Linked DNA regions of Columba livia: region 2 is linked to region 1. The links are chromatin contacts, called in public Hi-C maps. All regions are on one chromosome and are shown on one strand. Each heading gives the region's core, a stretch centred on a gene start, on an enhancer-like site or on the middle of the called end of the contact. The rest is flanking DNA. Distances are from core to core; before and after follow the strand shown. Region 1 has its middle 110 kb from the start of LRMDA. Region 2 overlaps LRMDA (leucine rich melanocyte differentiation associated).

Region 1 (6,422 bases), core at 2,739-5,238:
AAAATGCCTCTTTAGCCTCGCAGCTTCCATTGAAACAAGTAGATGTCTGTGGGGAGCCACCTCAGTTTCTTTGATGGCCAAAGCTTAGATTCCCAACAAGTTGCCAGCCATGGTTTCTGTGGGCTTTCTTCTGTGAGGCTGTATTTCAGCCTTCCCCTCTCCCTCTTGCCTTTCTCCAGTGTGAGTATCCTGTACTTTTAAGTAAACTGTTAAACCAAGTATTCTCTCTCCATGTCTGATTTCTACACACTCTGGTGTAAATCTAGAGTTCCCCTGATGTCAAAACCAGCAAGCAGAAAGCCACCCTGGATTTCTGATTCCTGTAATAAATTTTGTTTGTTTTTATTAAATAAAACAAACTACTTTTATGAGTTGTTTGTTTGATATTTGCATTGGACTTACTGTTGGTGAAAAGTCTCACTGTGGGAACTGCATGGATGGCAGTTGTAAGATTTACCTGCATTGCTGGGCTTGTGTGGCGGGGTCCTGACCTAGAGGAACACATCTGCGACAAGCAGGGAGAAGATATTTTGGCCCCCTGGTTCTTAGCCTTTCGCTATTATAAGTTAATACGCAATCTAGTTATTGCACACAGGAACGTGGATCTGGAATGGACATCACGTCTACTGTCACAGGTGAACTTCTAGAGCTACATCTTAAGAGTAGTCAAGTTTGCTGTTGTGATTCCCATTACAAAGTTACTCCCTCCTCTGACTTTTGTCCAATTTTGGTTCAGGTCTTGCAGGCCAGAGAGCTGATAATGAAGGATGACAGCTTCCTATGTGTTTCAGAGAGAGAATCCCAATTGCTGCTCCTGGGCTCAATGAGAGGTAAGCCTGCTTTCTGCAGAGGTGTAGGTGAAGGAGCAAATAATCAAGGTGAGCTTGCTTTGTGTGGATGGCTGATAGAGGACACTACATTTCACCAAAGGGTAAAAGTTTTCACTTGTTTCTGCTCCGAGTTCAGTTCGACTCACCGGCCAAAGACTTGATAGTCCCTTTTCAAACTTGTGAGTTTTCCAGGCCCTTGGACAAATACTTCAGAGCTGTTGATATTCAACCTCTTGCCTCGTCCCCTCTTTTGCTTCATCCTGCCCCACAAGTAAATTTAATAGTCTGTGAAAAGTGATGGGTAAGTAGGTATAGGGAGGGGGGACTAATGACATGTTCAGTCACCTCTGAAGAAATTAAGCCAAACATTTGTCTGGTAGCAGAATATTTCTGGAGCAGTTTGTCTGTTTTCGAATAACAAGCTTAACGCAATAATGTCATTACCCAGCTCTAAATTCAAGTATGTGTTTTCACTGAAACACAATAGAAGCTGAGCTATCAGTCAAATACCTCAAATACCAGTTTCGCTGGCAGAAGTATTTCTGAATTTTCCGCTCTTACTTATTTAAGGCTGCTTTTGGCATGAGATAAGCGTATCTTCTTGAGGCTGATTAAAAGACTTCTGGGTGGAAAGAAGGCAGAGTATAGGAAAACATTCACTGTGCTTGTTTGTTCTGATTTGTTTTTATTAGTATGTGCTTTAAATTCAGTTTCTGAGAAAAATTATTGATTCATTTTCTGCTCTGAATGTTGTACGTCCTTTCTTATGAAAAGCCTGAATTTCAGAAAAACCAACAGGTAGCATTCATGAAGAGTCAACCATCATTTTTATTACTCCACTAATCAACAAACCTCCATCTCCTTCCTTGCTGTAAATCTGCTCCCGTTGCCTCAGATGTTAACTCTATGGTCAGTTCTCTTTAATCTTAGCACCCTCTGCTGTGGACGGCTATAATAACATCGTATTTAATTGTTCTTGGTTTATAACGTATGTATCTCTTTTTGTACCAAAGGATCTACAAATGCAACGCAGCTTGTGTCAATGGAGCTGCATGTATCTGGTATGAAAAATGTATTCTCTTTCTTGTGTTAATCTGGAAGGTAGTTTTTTTTTCAAATGTTTACTGAAGAAAATATGTGTAGAATGCAGACAAAAGATTTTTAAGTGTTCTAGATTAGAGAGGATCCTGAACCAACATCTTAATCTTTGCAGAAGAGTAGTGTAGATGTGCAACCATGCTTGAGTCTGGAGATACCAGTCTTGCACATGCTATAAGGAAAAGTTTATATGTGCCATGTTTTGTTCCTGTGGAACGTGCACTGATCATAGAATCATAGAATAGTTTGGGTTGGAAGAGACCTTTGAAGGTCATCTACTCCAACCTACCTGCAATGAGCAGGGACATCTTCAGCCAGATCAGGTTGCTCAGAGGCCCAGCTCAATCTCTCCCCTATCTTAGTTTAAAACCATTAGCCCTTGTTCTATCATATCACTTCTATCTCTGGTGTCAAGTTTTCTACATGCACAGAGGCACGTGGGTTAAAATTGGCTTTGTTGGCTCTCGTTTATCCAGACATTCTCTCTTGCCAGTACAGTCCCTAGCTAGTTCTTCACATCAAGGCATCTCTTGTGCCAGCAAGACTGGACCAGGATGTGGCCCATTGTTTCTTTTTTTTTTTTTTTTTTTGTTTTTGTTTTTGTTTTTTTTTTTTTTTTTGTTTTGTTTTGTTTTTGTTTTTTTTTTTTGTTTTTAGGAAAAAAAAATAAACCACTTTTTAAGTGTCAAAACAGACAAGAAGTGATAAGCAAGTATACTTATCTGCCTAATTTATAAAGAGAACTTTGCAGAGATTATACTTGAAAAATCAAGCTTTGTTATTGTATCTTTCAAGTAACGAGTTCCATTTTTTAATCTCTCGGTGGCAGGAGAGGAGTAGATTTGATTTCAGCACAGATACAGCCTGAAAACTGGAGGAAGAAACCGTTCCTGTTAGGTAAACTATGGTCAATTCCTTAATGAAGCTTCTTGTCATAGATCCTCAGATGGGAACACTGTTTCCAGTGACCCTTTCTTTTCTTCTCCCTCATCTCACATTTAGAACCTTTCTCCAACTCGTCAGGCTTGAAGGCTAACAAGATGGCTACACCAAAAGGATGCTTTCGAAAAATGCCATTACTTTAGATAACATATGAGCAGTTCTCTGTACTTCCAGTGTCTTCCTTTAAATGCTTAAGTATTTGTTTTCAACCCTCCCTTCATCTTTCTTATTTTGACTTCCAGAATGCAGCGTGTGTAACAGCAATAGCAGTATGAATCAGTCATTTTCCTTCTCACTCCTCCAACTCCATCTGCTGATCACTCATATGAGAGCTCTAACAGCAGATCTGCTTCTGAGGATTGCTGAAGACATGAAACAGTGAAAGCCTTCTTGTCAAGCTTCCAAGAGCAAATAGCAGCAGAGATGAGATTTTGAGTACATTAGTAATAATACCGTATTGATCTCAAAACTCTTTGCAAACATTAACTAATTAAGCTTCAAAGCAGTGAAGTAAGTTTGCATTGATGAAGCCTATTTAGCAGATAAAGAAGTGAAAATAAACAAAGGGTAAGTGAAGTGACCGGCATCACGTGGTGAGTGAAGGTCAGAGAGTGTCCTGATTTCTAGTTCTGCCTTTTATGTGATCTCATTGAGAAAATTTTTCCAGTGAAGCATGCAGCTTCAAATTGAGTCATTTGGGATGTTTTATTACAAGCCTGAGCATTTCTTACAAGAATCAAGATGATATAAATGCTCATGAAAGTAATAAACATTTTTAGCCACTCAGGTCCAGCTTTGATTGACAAGGAGCCATTTCTGAAAGCAGAGATGGGGCAGCAGTGGCCGTGTGGTGTTCTGTGTGGTGAGTCTTTCTTTTCTCATTTGTGGTGCTCTGGCGGTACTATCTGGATAGAAAACTGCCTTAACCTGCAAAATGGGAATCTACATGGGCTTAACACTGATGTCATGCATCTCTCCCACCCTTCCTATGAGAGGAGTAAAGCCTTCTCAAGGGATTGCTCTGCTCCAGTGATCCCAGCCAGTCGGTGCAGCCTTCGGGGGCTATCATAGACTGGAATGGCTTAGAGTCAGTGGAACAACCCTGGCTTAAAACCAACATAACAAAGTGGAGGATTGGGCACACAGTAAGTGAATCATGCAGAACAGCATTGACCCAAACAGAGGATGACAGCTTAGAGCAGGTTCCTCAGAGACGTCAAGTTATCCTTGGAAAGGCAGGTCTCAAAGCCAAGGCTTATGCTTTCTTAATGGGTTTCATTAGGCAGAAAGGAAAGGAACTGGAAAAAATACTTGTAGCTTAAAAGGGAACAGCTTCAGCACAGTCTAAAATTTGTTCCATTTTTCAATAAAAGAAGCCAATGTTGCCTTGAAATTCATGTCCCTTCAAAGTTCAAGGAGGCCTGTATTGTTGGCCTGCTCAGTCAGAATGCTCCAGCCACTTATTGTATGTGGATTGCACTCCAGGGACTGACTGAAAAAATATGATTTAGTGAAAGCTTGTACCCAAAACACATCATTGGCCTCTGATCTCTGAACATTTAAATATTTCAAGCTTACAAGCAGACGCTGTCACGAGGACAGACCCTGATCCCTAGCTGATTCTAGAACATCTGTTGAGGCATTTACCAAGTTAATAGATTAGCTATGAGAATCAGGCAGGTGTTTTTCACCAAAGCCAGAAAACATCAAAATCAGATTGCCCTCCAAGTCTTTCAGCACAGGCAATCGAGTTAGAATGACTCATAGAGTCTAACAGATAATAAAACACACATAACATTTGCTTTAAGGTACAGGTGGGGATATTTTGTACTGTGCTTAGGAGAAAGAAAAACTAACTCTATTTGGGAATAGAGTAATTGAATACAGATGGGAGGAGGCAAATGAAAGAATTTAGCAAATATCTCAGTGGAATAGCTAATGGGAACGAGACAGAATAGGAAATTAAAAATTATTCGAAGCAGATGGACCATTCTTTGAGTTTTTTAAAATTTATTAGGGCTGCGAAAAAAATGTGTCTGTTTATTTTCCACGGCCATGAAATTAATGACTTGGTGAGTTGTGCTTGTGCAATTTTATGACTGCCATGTCATTTGTCATAATTTGGGTGCTGTTTGATATGGATTTATGAATATTTCCTCCCCCCAACATGATTTATGGGTGTTGGTCATATGTGAATTAGACTGTCACCTTTAGTATGAAAAAGTACAAATGACAGATTATAAAAAAAAAAAAAGTGCTCAAGTGCTTAGTGCTGGAAAGCAGAGTTCACAAATCCCATCCTCTGCTGCTGCTTTGGAAGTTTTTGCTTGGAGCTGACAATTAAATATTTGGAGTTGAGTCAAGCATATGGGAACACTGAGAGGGCTTGAACAGATCTGAACTCATCTGAACTTCACCTGTGAAACTCAGCTTGAGTCATCCTTTCCTTGTACTGTGCACTGAAGAAAAAATAATATATCTACATATATGTATATATACACACATACATACACACACACACATACTACTTGCCATAGGAACAGCTGATTTACTGTACCAGAGCAGCAAGCTGGCTTAGCAAATTTGCTGTCTTGCTTCCAGTAGTGGCTAGTTCTAGGTGAAGCTTCCAAGAAAAGTGAAAATAATCTCACACGATATGTCCAGTTATGCTGCACTGCATAGTTGAAGGAGTGAAGTTAAAGGATATACAAAACAGTCAGCTGGATTTCTGTCATAAAAATAGTACCCTAGGTTTAGATCCAGAGCCCAGCCTTTATACTGTTATAGCTTCCACCAAACCTGTTAGTATTTGACATTTGTTTTGCAACATGTAGCAACAGGATGCACCAGTTTAGGATGGGAGAAGAAGCATAGTTGCTGCTGGATTTGAGCCACCTGACTTTAAGCATAGAACTGAGGCACCTAATTTAGTACCTAATCACCCGAAGCTCTCCCATTGATGCTGGAAAGTGATATGCACCTCCAGAGGGCAATTCGGCCCATGTGTCTCCATCCGTTGATTATGCAGGCAGACTAAAACAGAACCCCTTCCTAATTTAGCTCCCCAGTTTGGTGTAGAAAGTCATGTGGGAGGAATTATAGCCCAGCATGGCGTATAGCTTTAAAAAGAAAAAACAATACACCTTGCACGACAACAAAACATTGCTGATCATCATGCTGAGCTAGCAAATGTTTCTTTGTGGGGATATGACTGATTCTTTCTATGATTCTTAGATGACCATATGCTGAAGCCCATTTACTGAGCCCCCAGTAACATTGCTTCTGCAGTGAGAGGCTGGTAATTCTTAGTAGTAAGTATCTCTGTACTTGTGGGGAACAGATGGATTACTTTGCAGGGAGCCACCAGGACAGACTTTGCACTTCTGGATAGAACACATTACCTTGAAGGGTAATTGATCTCTCTCTCTCCTTGTTTTGTTTTTGTTTTGTTTTTTTTCCCCTGTAGATGATCAAGCAAGAACCTGTGTTAGCGAACCAGTGTTGTGTCTGCTCTTGTGACAGGAGCTGAGATGCTTTAAAGTGGTATTCAGC
Region 2 (6,422 bases), core at 2,434-4,933, 120 kb after region 1:
TTGACACCTCTACTGGAATGTATTTAGCAGCTGATCCTTCTAAAAAAGAACTAATTTCTACTCATCTGTTTTATCTGGAACACATTCCCCGGGCCTGCTGGTGCAATATAATCTTGCAAAGGGAGGGAAATTGGAGGGATGGGGGAGGTATAGGACAAAAAACACTCTTGTGAATGTTCTCGGACTCATGAGCTCAAGTATTTCACGATTGAAGCTGGCTATACTGTTATTTTCTTTAAAAGAGTTGACAAAATGGACTTGAAATCTTGTGGTAAAAATACATATAGGGACAAGTAAGACTTTGGCTGACTTTGTTTTGGTCTCCACCAGTGATATTTTTGCTAGCCTGACATGGGCAGAGTTGAGCAGCAGCAGGACTGCGTGTGTGTATGGTTAGAGGAGATAGTCACCAGTGGCTCCATACAGGGTGGAGCAAAGTAACAAAAATACTGACCAAAAAGAAGAAACATTCTTACTTGCACAGCCAGGAACTCTACTACAAGAACCAGTTTTTCTCTGCTGTGTAATCAATGCACGCAGTGGGAAATTTTGCCTTGTGAGGTAAAGCTTGCTGTCACCTAACATATCATGGTGGTTTTTACTTTCTTGTTTAAAAAAAAAAAAAGGTAACTGGAAGGTCCCTATTCAGATAGCAATTTATGTAATAGCTTTGTGGCTACAGATCTATATTTTTTTCCTACTCCACTTGAGTAGACTTATCTCCTCTAATTACCACCTAGGGTGGGAAGGAGATGTTGAAAGAGTTACTACTTTTCTTCTTCTTCTTTCTGAATGTTTAAAGCTTTTTCTTGAGCAAAGAGAGAGTAGGTGAGAACATTATTAAATCTGAGCAATGACTGGGGGACCTGAGCTCTAGGCTTTGGCAAGCACCATAATCAGTAGATTAAATAGTATTCTTCTTTCCTTCTCTTTCCCTCTGGCCTGCTGCATTTTTATGCAAAGTGAAATGCCTTCAAAAAAGGGGGGAAATCTTTCCCACGTTAGAATAGCCCAGTGGTTAGGAACCCTAACAAGTGACAATTGTAGGTGTGAAACCTTTCAGGTTGAGGAATTGGTAGGTATTCCTCTGCCTCAAGACAAGTACTTCAAGCATGGAGTAAAACCACAGTAGATGATGGCAGCAGTTGATCTTTGCACAGTACATGATGGCAGCTGTTGATCTTTCCTGGCAGGAAAAAAATGTATCTCCACAAAGAGAGGATTAAAGGCTGTGAATTGTACAAGGGGGAGATGTTTTGCCCACAACTGTAAGGTGGATTGGCTGTGGTTGAGAACCTGGGACAATGTTTACTAACTTCAGTGAACTAAGACATTATATTGCAGCTGCAGTTTTAAGCCTTGTGGTGGCAGAAAGGACGTTAGGATCGATATCGCTTCCCCTGCACAATGTGTCCTGCACCTGTGCTGGCTGTCCCACTCCCAACTGAACCGACCCCTCCAAAGCCATGGCAGTGGGTGAACTGCACTGGTGGCCTTTCCTGAACGGGGTGCCCTGCCTCAAAAAAGCCGTGGCTGAAAACGGTCCTTCTCCTGGCCTTGCCACCACGGGAAGGCCGTTCCCTGCTGGCAGAGCCTCGAGGTGGCTGTGGCTTGGGCTGGGCCGTGCGGTGCCTCCCTCCGAGAAGGAAAGCAGGGAGTAGAGAGATACCCCAGCCTTTCTCTCTGGCCGTGTCCCAGCCAAGAGGCAGAGAGCCGTGAGGGCCGTGCTGGGCCGCCGCGGCAGGGTCCGGGGGGTGGCCCCGGCGCTGCACACCAGCCGACCTGCAAGGGTCAGGCGCAGGCAGGCTCAGCTCCCGGGCCCTCTTCTGTCCTTTCCCTTCTCCTCGCAGTTTGAATAATGACAGCATTACTAGCAACCAATGCGTTTAACTTTGCAAAACGCCCTAGTGGGTAGCAGTGCACGCGAGTAAGGAGGCTGAGCAGCCAAGGACGGGGTACAAACGCTAAACTTGTAACTCGAAGAATGGGTTCGTAACCACCGGCATTTTGCTTTCCTCCCTAAACCGGTCAGTTCCGCGTGTCTTCTGTGCTTTACAGTAGTTATCCCTAGTAATTTTACAAGACTATTGCGAACCGCCGGCAGAGAGGACGCTGAAGCCGGTGGTACCGGCTCGCAAACGGCTGCGAGTAGCGCACAGTGCCGCTCGGGGGTCCCGTCCGCCGCGCTGTGTCCTGCTGCCGCCGGCTGGGGCTGAGCAGCCCGCCCGCCTGCGTGCGGCAGAGGGTCAGCGCTCCCAACACAAGCCCCAAGCTTTTAAATAATGATCACGGGGCTAGCGTGGCAAGTAAAGGAACTGGAAATTAGCCGACATTAAGCGAGAAATCATTAATCAGTTTGAGGCTGGTTGGGTCCAGTTTTCTTAAAGTGATTGAGGAAAAAGGGAGAAGGGTTTGAAGAACCTGGAGCACTTATACTCGCTTCTAAATTGCATTAAACTTCTAGTTATACACCAAAAATCCTTTCCTAAAAATAACTACTGCCAGTCACGTAAATTACTTGTGAACTGTTTCTTAGTTTGTTTGATTTCGATCACCCAGTAGCATTTCATGCTACCAGCCCCCCTTTGGATTTAGACTAATTTTTCAGCAGCGATAACGGGGCTGCTTTCTGTATCATGGCAGATTATTAGAAATTTATAATCTGCAGTTCACATTTGCCATCAAGATCACAGCAGGGGAAAAGAGAGACCAGAGTCTGCAGTAGCTTCAGTAATACCCGTTCACGGGTTCCATATGACAATGGAAAAAAACTGTTTTCAGAGCAGACTTGCTTGAGTTTAATATGCAGTGACTTCAGAAAGTACAATAAAATCAATTAATGTTGCGAAAGCATTGGCCAAAAAGAAAGCAGCGAAAGGATTTGTGGAAATGTAATGGATTTACAAGTGTTTATCCTGCGACTTGATAAACAGTAATAGGAAGGACGAGATGGTGAAAATAATTAGTCCCGCAGCCTCAGTTAATATGGACAATTCATTGTTATAATTTTGTCCTTTCAGTGGTTATTCAAATTTATTTTTTAGTTTCGTGATCTGAGGCGCAGGAGGATTGATCTGAAGTTTGGTCTTGGCTTCCTTGGGGGGTGCATTTCTGCTTCTGACGTTTTCTGTCTTCTCCAAGCCAAGCGTGATCTGTCATTCGCCAGGCTTCGCCACGCGGAGAGCTCGTTCTTAGTGTTTCTGCGTGTATGTTAAGGGCTATATGATTGCCCTTGGTAAATAATGTTACCCAACGAGGGATGGACCCTCTGTTTGCCTCCCTGTGAGCCGGCGTTTTCTCTCCCTTTTGATTTTTCGGATGCGTTTTCATGGGAACTTCGTAAGACCCGCGATGGGGAAGAGGCTGCGGAGCAACGCGAGCACCGGAAACTTTTCTGCTTGCTCGCACAAGTTCGCGGGCCTGTTATTACAGCAGAAACGAGACATCGAACACAGAGTAAAGATTACAATTTCCAGAAGTCAGAATTTATTACAGTTAAACTGTGATAAGATCCCATCTGTTATGAACACATGTAGCACCAATTGTTTTTCGTACAACTGCAATTTATTTACCCTTCAGAGTGAAGGAGATTACAAGCGCGATTAAAAAACAAACCGAAGCGGAGAGAGAGCCCGCCACCACCATGTTTTTTGTGTGGTTCGGCCTATCTGTTCTGATCTGGCTGGACCCGTCTGTCCCGCAGTGCTTGGGATGGGATCAGCACTTCCCCCGCCCGAGCGCGCGATGTGTCTCGGGTCCGCGCCGCGCACGCGGAGGCGGTCGCGCGGCTGTCACGGGGCCCTCGCGGGGAGCGGCCGCTCGCGCCTCAGCGGCTCCTTGCGCCGCGGGGCGCGGCAGCGCCGCCTGGCGGGCGGGAGCGCGAACCAATCCTCGCAGGGCCCCCGAGACAAAGGGCCGCAGCCCCCTCTGCCCTCCCGGGGGCCGAGCTGCTCCGCACCGGGTCCCCGCGTGGGTGTCCGCGCAAAATGTGCCACGCTCTGGCCTGCCCTTCAGGAAAGCAGTAACGTGTATTATTAACTGGAACGGGAGCCTGAAACGGTGGAGGGGGAGGGGAGGTATTTTTGTGTTCCCACTGGTCGTAGTGGTTGAGGAGCGAGGAATGTGCCTGCTCGTCGTCTTGCCCCATTCCACAGAAGTGGCTTGGATCAAGGAGCACGCGCTCCACAAAATAAAGCAGGAAAGACGAAGCAGTTACCAAAAAAAGAAATAAAATCCCACTTATTCTTACCGTGATAGCTCAAGAATGGTAATCTAATTTTGTTCCTTCAAACTGTTTCAAGGCATATATGTGTGTGTATATGTGTGTATATATATTCTCCAGGTTTCAGTGGGCGTCTTTCTGCTGCTCTGTTATCATTATTTCTTGCCTTGATGTGACGTTGAAGACAGATGACAGCATTGTCAGGTTGTCTTTAATTCATTTGAAGATTTAAAAAAAAAGTACACACAAGACTTCTTACAATATTCAAAGCCTGAACGAATTTACTTTTTTCACATGGGGACGGGATTGCTGGGAGGGGGGAGCGACTGATGAATTTCAGACATGAAGCGAGAACAAAGTCTGTGCATCGCTGTGTGCGCACACACACGCACAGAGCAAGACGGCCGGAGGTGGGATTTTTGCAGCAGCAGCACCTGGTTGCTCTTGATGGAGAAATACCCAGCATTAGGACAGTCTTTTCACATATACGCACAAGCTCGAATGTATAAGCTCCTCAAATTTCAGCCCTGTGTCCGCCAAAGCATTCCATCTCCAAATAAGTGGGAGCATACGGGCTCGGGGTCCGTCTTTTTTCTTTTGACACCTTTATGTTTCACTGCAACAACATTTGACTTTTTTTTTTTTTTTTCTTGAATGTAGTCTGCCCCGAATTTCCTAGGACTGAGTTGACAGAGAGATTTAGCAGGGATTAGACACCTCCGATCAGGACTGATCGCTTGCCTGCCGCAGGTCTGCTTGTGCAGCAGTGCGGGCTGCGCTTCGTGGTGCAGAGAGAACCGTGGGGTGGGGGTCTCAGCTTGGCGTTAGAAATACCCAAAATCTGGATGGAAAGGAGATTCGATGCTTGTAACTCCAGCGATTTTCCAACTGTAGATTCGTTCCTTAAACAAACAAACAAACAAAAAGCCCTACACAAAACAAACCTTAACGGCGCTCTACTGAAAGTCTCTAGTGAGAGCCAACAGTCTTAATACAAGGCAGCGTTTCTCTCCGTCTTTTCTAAAGATGAAAAACTGACTTTTGATCGATGTTTTTAAGGAATAGGAATGCACATTTACTTCTGTGTCGGAAAGCCTGGGCCTTCCATGACTCCACTTGCCTGGGTGATTTCGGTTGTCAATGTGGGCAGTTGATGACAAACCTCGAATTAGAGAGCGGAGGTTCAGCCCCGTTCGCCGCCCTGCCCGTACCTTGCTGCCTGCGCTGAGGGGAGCTCCAAAGGTACCGCATGGGCAGCGGCTGACGTGCTAGTCTTAGGAAATGGAGCCTCTTATCGCTGAGGAAAATCTTCCCGTCGTAAAGGCATCACTGTATTTTAGCTTTGGCAAATATTTTGCATTCTAAAATTAAGCAAGCAAACATATATGTGTGTGTTTGGTGTGGACTTGTACGCATAAGCCAAGGTGCATATACCCATATAGGTTCAGATATATTGCAGAAACCCCTTTGCTGTCTGTGGAGTCTGGTGTTTTATTGTTTCATAAAACCAGCTTAATTACATTTCCCCATAGATAAGATAAACAGAACCCTTCTTTTCTAAGTGTTGCTTATCAGAAGTACTTTGTCGAAGTGGAATCCAGAGTAAGCCTTCGAGAGGGGATGAAAATGCATTAATTTTTATTTTGGTTCTTCCGTTGCACTTAGCATCTGACAAGAGTTGATTTAAATATTACATGAGTTTAACTTTAATGTTCAAAAAAGATTTGTGAGAACGATGAAAGTGTTTAATTTAAACTAATGTATGCCTGACTCTGGTCAGATTGATCGGAGTTTTGGGTTTTGATGGGTTTTGCCCTTCTGTTGCTTGTCCTCTCGAGCTGGTTTTTCACTGTGAAATTATTTTAGTTCGGTGGCATGGACCAGCGGCTGCTGTCAACTCCACAACCCATCCAGTTAGTAAGAACGGGGGGGGGGGGGGTGGGCAAATAACAAATGCAGTTCCTTTTACCTAAAAACCTTAATGTCCATAAGTCAATCTCTGTTAGGAGGAAAAAAAAAAAAAAAAAAAAAAAAAAGGAAAAAGAAAAAAGGCAAATTTGCTAGATTAATATCAAAATACTACGTGACACTTGCCAGGTCAAATACTTAACAAACCTGGAAGAGAGACCTCCTTACCACCACTCTACATATAAAATAAGCTATTTTAATTTTTCATTAATCTTGGCGACAGTGACTGAGC

What was found. A called contact is a pair of places that touch in the nucleus more often than the background predicts.
Region 2: a Hi-C map of crop shows a contact between it and region 1, with 2.4 times the contacts expected there. The contact joins two enhancer-like sites. A contact is called at or near these places in 2 of 2 Hi-C or Micro-C datasets (crop and liver).

What each region holds. Positions count from the first base shown.
Region 1 is chr6:23,878,518-23,884,939 of bColLiv1.pat.W.v2, forward strand. No RefSeq gene overlaps it. Among named protein-coding and RNA genes, the nearest start is that of LRMDA, 110 kb to the right of the region's middle. Within about 2 kb of position 3,989, at least 2 of the 3 cell types and tissues checked have an H3K27ac peak away from gene starts, as active enhancers do.
Region 2 is chr6:24,001,623-24,008,044 of bColLiv1.pat.W.v2, forward strand. All of the region lies in intron 1 of LRMDA (leucine rich melanocyte differentiation associated), which reads left to right. Among named protein-coding and RNA genes, the nearest start is that of LRMDA, 8.4 kb to the left of the region's middle. Within about 2 kb of position 3,684, at least 3 of the 3 cell types and tissues checked have an H3K27ac peak away from gene starts, as active enhancers do.